Linked DNA regions of Sus scrofa: region 1 is linked to region 2. Evidence: chromatin contacts called from public Hi-C data. All regions are on one chromosome and are shown on one strand. Each heading gives the region's core, a stretch centred on a gene start, on an enhancer-like site or on the middle of the called end of the contact. The rest is flanking DNA. Distances are from core to core; before and after follow the strand shown. Region 1 has its middle 35 kb from the start of TECTB. Region 2 overlaps RBM20 (RNA-binding protein 20).

What was found. A called contact is a pair of places that touch in the nucleus more often than the background predicts.
Region 1: a contact with region 2 is called in a Hi-C map of retroperitoneal adipose tissue, with 2.3 times the contacts expected there. The contact joins two enhancer-like sites. A contact is called at or near these places in 3 of 47 Hi-C or Micro-C datasets (embryonic fibroblasts, omental adipose tissue and retroperitoneal adipose tissue).

Annotation. Positions count from the first base shown.
Region 1 is chr14:122,722,926-122,729,326 of Sscrofa11.1, reverse strand. It overlaps the pseudogene LOC100626929. Among named protein-coding and RNA genes, the nearest start is that of TECTB, 35 kb to the right of the region's middle. Within about 2 kb of position 3,891, at least 8 of the 83 cell types and tissues checked have an H3K27ac peak or open chromatin away from gene starts, as enhancers often do. A contact at or near this core is called in retroperitoneal adipose tissue, where this site is marked.
Region 2 is chr14:121,170,089-121,176,549 of Sscrofa11.1, reverse strand. All of the region lies in intron 1 of RBM20 (RNA-binding protein 20), which reads right to left. Among named protein-coding and RNA genes, the nearest start is that of PDCD4, 99 kb to the left of the region's middle. Within about 2 kb of position 4,024, at least 7 of the 83 cell types and tissues checked have an H3K27ac peak or open chromatin away from gene starts, as enhancers often do. A contact at or near this core is called in retroperitoneal adipose tissue, where this site is marked.

The sequences.
Region 1 (6,401 bases), core at 2,642-5,141, 1.6 Mb before region 2:
GTCTACTGTAACAAATGGCCACAAGTCTCTTGGCCTAAAACAACAGAAACATAATTTCTTACAGTTCTAGAGGCTAGAAATCCAAAATCAAGGCTCTGCAGAGCTGAGCTCCCTCTAGATGCTCTAGGTAAGATCCGTTCTTTGCCTCTTCCAAGGTGGCTGTACCAGCATCCCCAAACTTGTGGCCATGTAGCTCCAACCTCTGCCCCATCTTCTCATCGCTTTCTCCTCTATGTACATCTCTTCTGCATGTCTCTTATGAGGACAGTTGTCATTGGATTAGGGGTCGCCCAGATAATCCAAGATGACCTCCTCAACCCCGGATACTTAACTACATTGCAAAGACCCCTCCCTATTCTATTTTTTTTTTAAACAAGGTCACAGTCACATGTTTTGTGAATTAGGATGTGGCCACATCTCTTTTGCAACCATTTAGCTCACTACTCCATTCTAATTCTACCTCCCATGCCTCGGCTTCTTTTGTTCACACAGGCTACCTTTAACGTGCCTCCAAAGTGCCAGACACGTTCCTACCCCAGAGCCTTTGCACATGCTCTGCCGTCTTCCTAGGCATCTCTTGCCTCATCTTTGTATATACAAATTTGCTTCATTCTTTCCTAAGGACTACAGTGACCAGGCTTGAGTTTGTGGACATGTGTGCATGTTTCTTCAGGATAGATTTCTCTTCCTGAAATTGAAGGGATAAACGTATTTTAAACACATTTAAAATTTTGAAATAAATGGTGCCCATTTGTCCACTTATAAAGGCTATATTCAAGTTTTTCCTTTGGCCAAGTTGTTGCTTAATACATTCAATGGGAAATTGAGGGCAAAAGCCTTGGGAGATGAAGCAAAATTTTTATCAAGATTTATAAGAAAACCGGGAGTCCCTATTGTGGCTCAGTGGTTAGCAAACCCGACTAGTATGCATGAGGCTGAGGGTTCGATCACTGGCGTTGCTCAGTGGGTTAAGGATCTGGCATTGCCTTGAGCCGTGGTGTAGGCCGCAGATGCGGCTTGGTTCCTGTGTTGCTGTGGCTGTGGTGTGGCTGGCAGCTACAGCTCTGATTGGACCCCTAGCCTGGGAACCTCCATATGCCTTGGATGTGGCCTGGGAACCTCCATATGCCTTGGATGTGGCCCTAAAAAAACAAAAAAAAAAAAAGATGGGTAAAAAATGTATCGTATGTATAATACAAACCTACTTTGTATTATTTCCACTTTGGCTGCACACTGGAATTATCTGGAGAACTTTTTTCTTTTTGGCTGCCTGGTGGCATATGGTGTTCCAGGGCCAGGGATCAGATCTGAGATACAGTTGTGACTCATGCCTCAGCCGTCACAACACAAGATCCTTAATCTACTGTGCTGGGCCGGGGATTGAACCTGTGTCCCAGTTCTGCAGAGACCCTGATGATCTGTTGCACCATAGCAGGAACCCGTGGAGAACTTTAAAACCTGGATCTCAGCCTCAGAGAATCTGTCATTTGTCTGGGGTGCAGCCTGGGCATCAGGGATTTAAGATTCCCCAGGTGACTGAAGCATGCTGTTCAGGTTGAGAACCACTGTCGTGGAGAGAGGATAAGGATGTATGTTTCTATGTCAGTCTAGGTAAACCCAGCATACCTTTATTTTTTCCTATTCTTCCTTATTGCCTTGCCTCCCATTTCTAGCCCATCCCAATGGTCCCTCCCAAGTCTCATCTTTAGATTTTCATGCATCCTCTGGAGACTTTTTCAAGTCAGGAGCCTTTCTGAGTATACTAGTTGTTTGAAACAAGATTCTGGTTTCAAATCTGTGGCCAAATGGAGCAGAGATGAGACCTATCCTAAAAGATTAACAAACCGGGTGCATCTGAATTTGGAACCAAGCAGTTAGACAAATGGTCCCTGATGGAGCCCAGGCAGGAGACCACCCGCCCTTGCTAAGCTCAGCTGCCATGTGCTTGGGTCACCTGGGGTGGGAAGACTGGACAATTGGTATATTGCCCCCTTGTTGTAATTCTCTGGTCCCCAAGGCAAATGAGAGCCACCACAGGGGCCTGTGGATACACAGGGCTGCAACCAGGAAAAATACAATGTCACCTAACACTCTTCCTTTAACTTCTTATAATTCTCTGCAAACAATCCTGGTGCCGAAATGTCTATCCTGTGTATACACTAGATCAAATTTTCCCAAACATTTTAGCGGGTATCAGAATCACCTGGAGGGATTGTTAAACCCAGAATTGCTGGATCCCATCCTCAGGGTTCCTGACCCAGTGGGTCTGGATGTCAAAGATCCACAGACTGAGAAGCCCTGGCCTGGTGTGGTCCCTGGACCAGCTTCAGCAGCATGGCCTGGGAACTTGTTAGAAATGCAAATTTCAGGCCCTACTCCAGACCTTCTCCAGAATTGGAATGGTGGGGTGGGGGTGGGGGGCAGAATCTATATTTTAATTAATTTTAATTATTTTAATCACTCCCCAGGTGATTCTGATGCCCCATAACATTTGAGACTCGATTTTCCCTCTTCCTAGACTCTCTTTTAAGAAAGACATCACTATGGGAAGGCTCCCCCTAAGGACTGGAGAGTTTGCTCCAATGACTTAAATGGAGAAATACTACATAAATTATTTGGAATTTATCCCTACCAGAGATTTGTATATTCTCTCCCATTTGTTGATTTATTCAATTATTTATTATAAGGCATTTCTACATTATGTATATATATATATATTACTTTTCAAATCCAAAGTTTGTTCATTGAAGTATAGTTGATTTACAATGTGTTAATTTCTGGTGTACAGCAAATATATATATATATATATATTTGGTAGGACCTTATTGTTTATCTATTTTAGATATAGTAGTTTTATCTGCTAATCTATGCCATATTTATATATATACTATATAGTTACTTTATATCTGGGATTATAATCTAATACTACTTTATTTTTTTGCTCACATTATTATTATTATTTTTTTTTTGTCTTTTTGCTATTTCTTTGGACTGCTCCCGCGGCATATGGAGGTTCCCAGGCTAGGGGTCGAATCGGAGCTGTAGCCACTGACCTACGCCAGAGCCACAGCAACGCGGGATCCGAGCTGCATCTGCAACCTACACCACAGCTCACGGCAATGCCGGATCGTTAACCCACTGAGCAAGGCCAGGGACTGAACCCGCAACCTCATGGTTCCTAGTAGGATTCGTTAACCACTGCGCCACGACGGGAACTCCTGCTCACATTATTTTATCTTTGACTATGTAATTTCACTTGGCATCTATGTATTTTTGACATATACTCACTGCTGTGTTTTGTTTGGTGCTTCCTTACCTTCTGCTAGTCCAAGATGCTTTGGCTTCTCCTTGTATTGTCCCTGTATCAATACTAGAATCAGCTGTTTCTCAAAGAAATCTGGACTCCTTTATTGGAGAATGAACACCTGGATGCCAGATGTGCTTGCTGCTACTGCAATATGATTGCTTCTAGCCCCTCTCCGTGGACAGAGCAAGGAAATATACGTGTGTATACTAACCCCTATGTACACGGACACATTCATATCTCTATCCATATGCTTCTCTATGAAACTTAACATGAGTTCATATTGACATCTCCAATGTCGTTGTCACATGGTTCATTTATTTTTGTCTCTATCCATAGCTTGTCTATAACACCCCTTTCCAACAGCCAGAATCGTGGCTCCCACCATCTGCCAACCACTCACTTGTTTGTTCAATCCCAGTATATGTGTCCAGAAGTTTCAGAGTTGTTCATCTCTTACCCTCATGAGAAGCAATTTTACCGACTAGAGTATAGTGATGATAAGTACTTTCTTTTGACTTTTTGTCTCACTGTCTCTAGTCATTTCAGAAATTACCTAAACAGAAACAGACTCACAGATGTGGGGTACAGACTTGCGGTTGCCAAGGGGGGTGGTGGGAGTGGGATGGGCTGGGAGTGTGGGGTTAGTAGATGCAAACTAGTACATTTAGAATGGATAAGCAGTGAGGTCCTACTGTACAGCACAGGGAACTATGTTAAGTTTCTTGGATAGACTGTGATGGAAGATAATATATGAAGGGAATGTGTGTGTATGTGTGTGTGTGTGGTCATATATATAATGACCAGGTCACTTTGCTGTGTGGCTGAAATTGTCACAACACTGTGAATCAAGTATACTTTAATTTAAAAAATAAAGAACTTAACGTAGGTCAGCATTTTACCCCCATCCCATTTAGGGAGGTTACGCCATAAGTTTGTAATACGGTTAAGAGTCTTTTGTCCCAGTCAGCATTCTCTCCTGGTGTTGTCCAGTCTCCCCACTGGTATTTTTCAAATTTGCATTTTTTTAACATTCATTCTTTGTGCTGTAAAGTCCTCTGAGTTTTGGCAAATACGCGATGTCATGAGCCACCCACATAATTTGTGCAGAACTTTCATGACCCTAAAAAAAAATTCCCTGGTGCTTCCCCTATTCAACCGTTTCTCTTCCCTAAACTCCCCGCAGCCTCTGATCTATTTTCTGTCTCCACAATTTTGCCTTTTCTAGAATGTCAAGTAAACAGAATCATATGGTCTGTAGCCTTTGCAGACGGTTTCTTATGCTTTTAAAATACATTTAAGATTCTTTCATTTCGTTACCCCCAGTGTTTTTATACCTAAACATGTGTACGTTGTTCTCCAAAGATGATTTTCTTTACAAACTCTGCTTAAGCAGAACATTTAATAAATGTCCCTTATATGCAATGAGGAAGTGAAAGAACCAGAGGGGGGAACATAGTGGTAACATTTATTGGTTGTAAAAATAACTTTCACGTTAACATTCTACATGGAATGTAAATTGCATAAAACACACTTGGGGATTTCCAATATGAAGTATGAATATGCTCCTGAAATCACATGGAGCTATGCTTCATTGCAAGAAAAGCTCTATTAGAAAAACTTAAAAGAAACCTGATTCGGTAGGGTGTGCTTATATGTTTTACGTTAGGATTCCTCATTTTCCAGGTAGATGCAGAATAGTTCTTGTAAACGATTCAGATGTCTCTGAAATTCTAGTCTACTCAATTTACTTAAGAACTCACCTTATAAATCTAAAAGCACATCTGTGGAAAGGGAAGTGTATTAAATGGCACAAAGCTCAGATATTTAGCTACCTAAACTCTAAATGAATTTCAGAAACCATCGGCCGAATCGGAGATCCCACAGCCTCAGGGCCACTTCGACCGTCCCTCTCAGAGGCGGTGGGAAATGCAAAGGTGGTGTCATGGTGAAGTGTGTTGGGATGAGTGTCCAGAGAAGAGGCCTGCTTTCTCTTCCATCAAGAAACTCTTACAGGAAACCGGTCCCAGAGGGTGAGTAGATGTCCAGCAGACCTTTTCTCCTAATGATTTAACCATTAGAATTTTTAAAAACTATATGACTGTGGTTGGTTCTGTGTGGCTCCCTTCCTCCCCTCCTCCCTCGCTCCCTCCATCATATACTCACTCAATGCCTCCTATATGCAAAACACTGTGCTACACGCTGGTTGAAGCAGAGTGGTAAATTCTCCCTTTATCTCATAAATGATACAAAGTCCATCAGACCTAATTTAGTACTTTCATTCCCCTCCTTTGTCCCATTCCAGATACCACTTTCCGGGGAGTTTTGACATGGCTTCAGAGTCTTCTTCAATCCAGCATTTCAAGGGTTATGACTCGTCCATTGGGATTGGACTCTGGGAACAACATCTATTCACCAAACTCGGAGTAGGTGTTGACTTAAATTATTCATGCCTCTCACACAATTTTCTCCACAGTAGCTTGCTTCACATCAGGATAATTAAGTCATCTTTTTGACCCATTGAATGTGTGAAGGCATAGCTATTTAGCAGTAGCTGGAGTTGATAGACAGTCTGGGTGGGACTCAGGGCATCTACTTGGGCATTTCACTATACAGCGTTGTTGTTGTACTCCACTGTGTGTGTGTGTGTGTGTGTGTGTGTGTGTGTGTGTGGTGTGGGATGCCTGTGGCACTTAGAAATTTCTGGGCCAGGGATTGAACCTGAACCACAGCGGTGGTGACCTGTGCCAGAGCAGTGACAATGCTGAATCCTTAACCTGCTGAGCCACCGGGGAACTCCTCACTATATACCACAGCCCTGTCTCCTGCACTTTCCACTTCAAAATTGTTTTTTTTTGTTTGTTTGTTTTTTGTCTTTTTAGAGCCACACCAGCAGCATAGGGAGGTTCCCAGGCTAGGGGTGAAACTGGAGCTGTAGCTGCCAGCCTACACCACAGCCACACCAACGTGAGATCTGAGAGCCACGTCTGCAACTTACACCATAGCTCACGGTAACTCCGGATCCTTAACCCACTGAGTGAGGCCAGGGATCGAACCTGCGTCCTCATGGATACTAGTCGGGTTCATTAACTGCTGA
Region 2 (6,461 bases), core at 2,775-5,274:
AGACGGGGCCTGTGAATGAAAAAGTCAGGCAAACAGGGACTGAATGCAGTGATAATGACTCCCTGCGCTTGTACAGAACTTCTGATCCTGAGAATGCTCTTCCCCGTGCAGTCTCCCTGCTCTGCTCCTCGGGCAGCTGTCACCTCTCCCAGCGCAAAAAGAGAAAGTGTGAGACCTGGCAAGGGACCGGATTAGCAGGCAGCCAGTCCAATCCTTTTGTTTTCCAGAATGAAAGCCCTCATACCCATGGCCACAGCTTGCTGATGGCAGTGCCAGGGTCAGAATCAGACTTTCAGAGCCATGCAGTTTCCCTAATACCACGGTCACTTCCACACTGCTTGTTGATTTGGGTTGGTGGCTGCTTTGTGTTTTCTTGAAAACAATTTTATTTTTTAATTTATTATTATTTTTTTGACCACCACATGCAGCAGCATGGTGTGGGATCTTAGTTCCCAGACCAGAGATCGAACTCGGGCCTCAGCAGTGAAAGCACCAGGTCCTAACCACTAGACCACCAGGGAACTCCCTGAAAACAATTTTAAATACAAATATGTTTACAGAAGTTCCTGCTGTGGAGCAATGGGATTAGCAGCCTCTCTGCTGCAGGTTCGATCCCTGGCCCTACACAGTGGGTTAAAGGATCAGGCATGGCTGCAGCTGTGGTGTAGGCCACAACTGTGGCTTGGATCTGATCCCTAGCCTGAGAATTCCTTATGTGGCAGGGGCAGCCAAAAAAAAAAAGAAAAAAAAAATAGAAAAAAATGTGTAAAGAGGGAGTAGGGAAGAGGGAACTAGATGATGGCAGTCAAAAGGCACGAACTTCTAGTTATAAGATAAATAAGTACTAGGCAAGTTCCTGTCATGGCTCAGTGGTTAACGAACCCAACTAGTATCCATGAGGACATGGGGTCCATCCCTGGCTCACTCAGTGGGTTAAGAATCCAGCATTGCTGTGAGTTGTGGTGTAGGTTGCAGATGCAGCTTGGATCCTGCATTGCTGTGGCTGTGGCGCAGGCTGGTAGCCATAGCTCCGATTCAGCCCCTGGCCTGGAAACCTACATCATATGCCATATGCCTCAGGTGTGGCCCTAAAAAGATGAAAGACCAAAAAAAAAAAAAAAAAAAAAGGGTACTAGGGAATGTAAGGATGTAATGTATAAGATAATAAACATAATTAACCCTGCTGTATGTTATATATGTTAAGCATGTATATAAGTAAATTAAGTATTATATTAATTAACATTGCTGTACGCTATATATGTTAGGTATGTATATAAGTAAATTAAGTATTACATAAATTATTAAGAGAGCAAATCCTAAGTGTTCTCATCACAAAGAAAAAAATTTTTCTCTTTCTTTAATTTTGCACCTATTTGAGATGATGGATGTTTACTAAACTTATCGTGACAATCAATCATTTCATGATGTATGTACGTCAAATCTCCATGCTATACACCTTAAACTTATGCAGCACTGCATGTCAATTATATCTTGGTAAAACTGGAACAATAAAATACAATTTAAAAACTTTGTAAAAAAATTTATAAAAACAACAAGCTTTATGTTTCCACCATTCAGAATTAACCAATGTTTAACATTTCCTTGTGTTTAACGTTATGGATAAAGTTGGGTCCCCTGTCTCATCCTCTCCCCTCCCCCACTGTCCAGAAGCAACATGTGTGTGCATACTTCTAAGCCATATCCTTACACTATACATCCATAAATAAAAATATTTTAACATAGCTCAAATTATCAACCTATTCACTTCTGCATTATGTGTTTTGAGGTCTTTTCTAAGACATTCTTTTCAACCTCTGAGGTCATAAAGAAAGTCCCCTGGGGTTATCTTCTAACAATGACTTGTAAAGTTTTGACTTTCACACTTAGGGTTGGCTAAAATTTATTCTTAGTGTACGCTGTGTGATAAGGATCTAATATTTTTCTACAGAAAGCCAGTTGTCTTGGCATGAGTCACTGAAGAAGGCAGCCTTTCCCACCAATTTATAAGGCATGACTACTCCACGCCAAGTTCACAGGGATCCTTAGGTCTGCTTTTTTGCTTGCTAACATATTTTACTGATTTCCTTGTTCTTCACCCCCTCCCAAGAAATATCAGACCTATTTATGTACGTTACTCTTCCAAAAGAATTTTAGAATTGGTTTTTGTAGTTCTAAGAGAAATCATTCAATTTTTATTAGACTTGTCTTAAATGAGATGCTTGTATGCTAATAAGTTGTCCAATCTATGAACACATCTTTGTCCATTTATCTTATACTACGATAACGTCTTATGATTTCTCCATTAAAGCTTTACACATGTTTTATTGAATTGATTCCTAGGTACCATGTATTCCCTAGAGTATTCCCTATAAGTTATTGCTGTACTGAAATGTTGTTGCTGATTGTATGTTGATAATGTACTCTGCAACCTTGCCTACCTCTTTTACTATATATAATACTTTTCAAAATTCTTGATTTTTTTTTTTTTTTGTCTTTTTTAGGGCCACACCCGAGGCATACGGAGGTTCCCAGGCTAGGGGTTAAATCAGAGCTGGAGCTGCTGGCCTACCCACAGCCACAGCAACACCAGATCCCAGCCATGTCTGCAACCTATACCACAGCTGGAGGCAATGCCCAATCCTTAACTCACTGATTGAGGCCAGGGATGGAACCTGCATTCTCATAGATGCTAGTCAGATTCTTTTCCATGGGGTCACAAAGGGAACTCCAAAATTCTTGAATTTTAAAGATACACAATCATATAATCTTCACATAAACTCTCTCTTATTTTCCATCCTTAAGCTTCATTTATTTTTCTCGTCTTGTTGTGCTGGCAAAGTCCTCTAGCACTGTGTTGAACGGTGGTGATATCTAGTATCTTTATCTTAGTTCTTATTCCAGCTGGGAACATTTCTAAGGTTACCCTAATAAGCATGATGCTGGCTATAGGATGGCAGTTGCCTTTTTTATGTTCTCAGATGGCATCTTCCCAACTAGTGAGCTCCTTTAGAGCAAGGCCTAAGCCTCATACATCTTTCCATCCACTACAATACTGCACTTGCCATACAGTAAGTGACCAAGAAATGTTTACTGGTGCTTACATACTTTTAAACTCTACTACTTAGTGTTTATTTTGACATTTCTCGCTTCTTTAATCCTAGTGAATATGGTAGACACTGCAGCAACATCTGGGTAGATGGTTTTAAGCTGAGTATTCTTCAGTGTGTGTGTGTGTGTGTGTGTGTGTGTGTGTGTACATGCTTTATGGAGATGGTAGCTTAAGTAGTGAAGCTCCGAGGGTTAATGAAGAAAAGAAAGGATTCTGGTTTTTTTAAGTGAATTCTTTCTTTCAAACTCTGAAAACTGTTTATCCATTTACCCCTGTTCCTCCCATATGAACGAGGATTAACTGGAGAGACTAACTGGCCCCTGAATGGGTCACTGACTTTTTTGGATACACAGGACCTATTCCTTTGTGCAGGCAGCAACTCCACAGGCAGGAGGGGATTGCCCTCCCAGTTTGGTTGGAGTGATGCCACACACCTCTGGCTTCTCAGCAAAAATGCAATTCCTGGGAAGGTGGCCAGCATGGTCCCCCTGAGGCTGTGCACACAAAACTACCAGGAACTCTCTTCGGTCCTGACAAGAAAATACATGCCCGTGGTTAGGAAGACAGAAACAGAACTGCAGTCCCTGCTTCCTTCTCATGCTCAAGTCCCTGCTCCCTTTGGCCCTGGCTGAGCCATCAGCTGCATCCTTGAGTCACTTTCCCCAGCTCTTAGCTCACTTGTCGGGGGTACACAGGAGACCATGAATGTTGGGAGATGAGATGACCGTCCCCCTCCCACCCCCAAACGCTTAACCTCGTCCAAGCCAACAGCTGGAAAGGGAAAGCCAGAGTAATGCTGAACATCTGGGGTAAAATCAGAATGAGTGAAGGCAGTGACCCCCTCCTCAGCAGCACAGCGCAAAGGCGGGGCAGTGGAGAGAGGACTGGGCTCCTCTGGAGGCAGGGGGCCCAGCTTCAGGTTTGGGCCCCACCACTTAGCTGCCGTGTCCCGATAGGCCAACAAGCAGTCTCTAAGTACTTCCTCTGCAGAATGGGGACGGGCACCATGGCCCCAAGGTCAACTGCAGCATGGGCCAGGGAAAAGGGACAGTGTGGTTAGTCCCTAAAGCATCCAAAGCCCCTGCAGGAAGTTTGCACTGAGGCTAAAGATTCAAAATTCCTGAAGCTGAGAAAACTGGGGATAAGTTATTACCTGGGCTCTGCCAGAAACCCCATCAAGTCTTCCCTAACAGTATCATTAAAACTCCTTTATTACTTAGTAACCTGTCTCAAGAGACATCCAGCTCAATGAGGACAAAGCAGAAAGGACAGCAGCTGGACTGGATGGCCTCCTACGAGATCCCTTTGGGCCCATCTTCACCTCCTCACCTCTCAGCCCCCACAGCCACAAAGAGCCAAAGCCTTTTGAGTCAGGGTCCACTGCAAATGGCAACTTCATCTACTCCTTGCTGTTCCTGCTGCCAATTCACTAGTCAGCCTTCTTGCCTGAATTAACCTAATAACACTTCCCATCATTCCCAGCCCCCAAGGGAGCCCATAATGCCTGCCCTGTCTTCCTAAAAGTAGGGTGGAATACTTCATGCCTCTGCTCAAAAGCTTCAACGGCTCCTACTTGACAATGAATGAATCCAGACTTTCCAGAAAGGCACTCAGCCTTGCTGGGTTCATCTCCACCTTGTTTCCCTACAGGCCTCATGTGTCAGCCACCCAGACCACCAGCCCTCACCCAAACACACCTGCACTTTTTCACTCCTGAACTTGGGCACTCTTTCCTGTATCCCCAGTGTCACTGCCGGTGTCAGAATGAACCAAACACACGCCTCTCTTCTCCGGTAGACAAACACCCTTAAAGGCATGAACTGTTTCTTTCTTCCAGTCATGCCTCACAGTGCCTTTTACATGGTAATTTTTTGGGATATAAAACCAAGGCCAAACTATATGGAGAACCCTTGAAAACACTGTGCAGAGTGAAAGAAGCCAGACACAAAAGGCCACATATGGTATGATTCCATTTATACGAAATATCCATAACAGGCAAAACCACAGAGACAGGAAACAAATCAGTGGTTATTAGGGACTGAGGAAAGAGGGACTGAGTATTAAATGGACACAGGGTCTCCTCTGTGTGTGATAAAAAGTTCTGGAACTAGAGAGTGGTGATGTCACACAATATTATGAAGGTAATGAGTAACACTGAATTGTACACCTTAAAATGGTTAAAATGGTAAATGAGCTATGGGTATTTTTACCACCCATATACAAAACAGAGGCTAAAAAGATGAAAACTTTAATCTGAAAAGATACATGCACCCAAATGTTCATAGCAGCGCTATTTACAACAGACAAGACATGGAAGCAACCTAAGTGCCTAAAAGCAGAGGAGTGGATAAAGAAGATGTGGTACATATGAACAATGGAATCGTACTTAGCCATAAAAAAGAATAAAATACTGCCATTTGCAGCAACATCGATGGACCTAGAGTTTATCATACTGAGTAAAGTCAGCCAGACAGAGGAAAACAGACATATCACTTAAATATGGCATCTAAAAAATAATACAAATGAATGTATTTGCAAAACAGAAACAGACTCACAGACATAGAAAACAAACTTATGGTTACCAAGGGGAAAAACGAGGAGGGAGAAGGACAAATTAGGAGTATGGGATTAATAGATACACACCACTATATACAAAATAGATAAACAACAAGGATTTACTATATAGCACAGGGAACAATATTCGATAACCTGAAATGATCTATCTATAATGAAAGAGAATCTAACATATATTTATACAATTGAATTATATATATGTATATATATAACAATCATTTAGCGGTACATCTAAAACTAACAATATTATAAATCAAATATACTTCAATAAAAAAAAAAACTGAAGCTAAAAAGATATAAATAATTACGCCGGGGCACACAGCTAGTGAGTATGACTGTACGAACTGATTTTAAGGAGTTCCTGCTGTGGCACAATAGGACCGGGTGCATCTCTGCTGTGCTGGGACACAGGTTCCATCCCTGACCCAGCACAGTGGGTTAAGGATCTGGCATTTTTGCAGCTGTGGTATAGGCTGCATTCAGTCCCTGGCCTGGGAACTCCATATGCCGCAGGGCAACCAAAAAAAGAAAGAAAAAAGAGTTGATTTTAAGAGTCCAGTTTTTTACTGCCATTTTAGGAGTTAACAGAAAGCTAGCCCCCTACATCTCCACATCTAGCCCAAGTCCAAGGCATTCTCTTTGATGCCTTCTCTGAATGATCCATGCCTCAGGAGCCCTGGTTTCCAGAATCGCCTATGGTACACAGCCTAGCACAAAAGCATCACTGCTCCATGTAACTCTTTGGCAGTTTCACACACGCTGGTGTGGGGGCTCCACA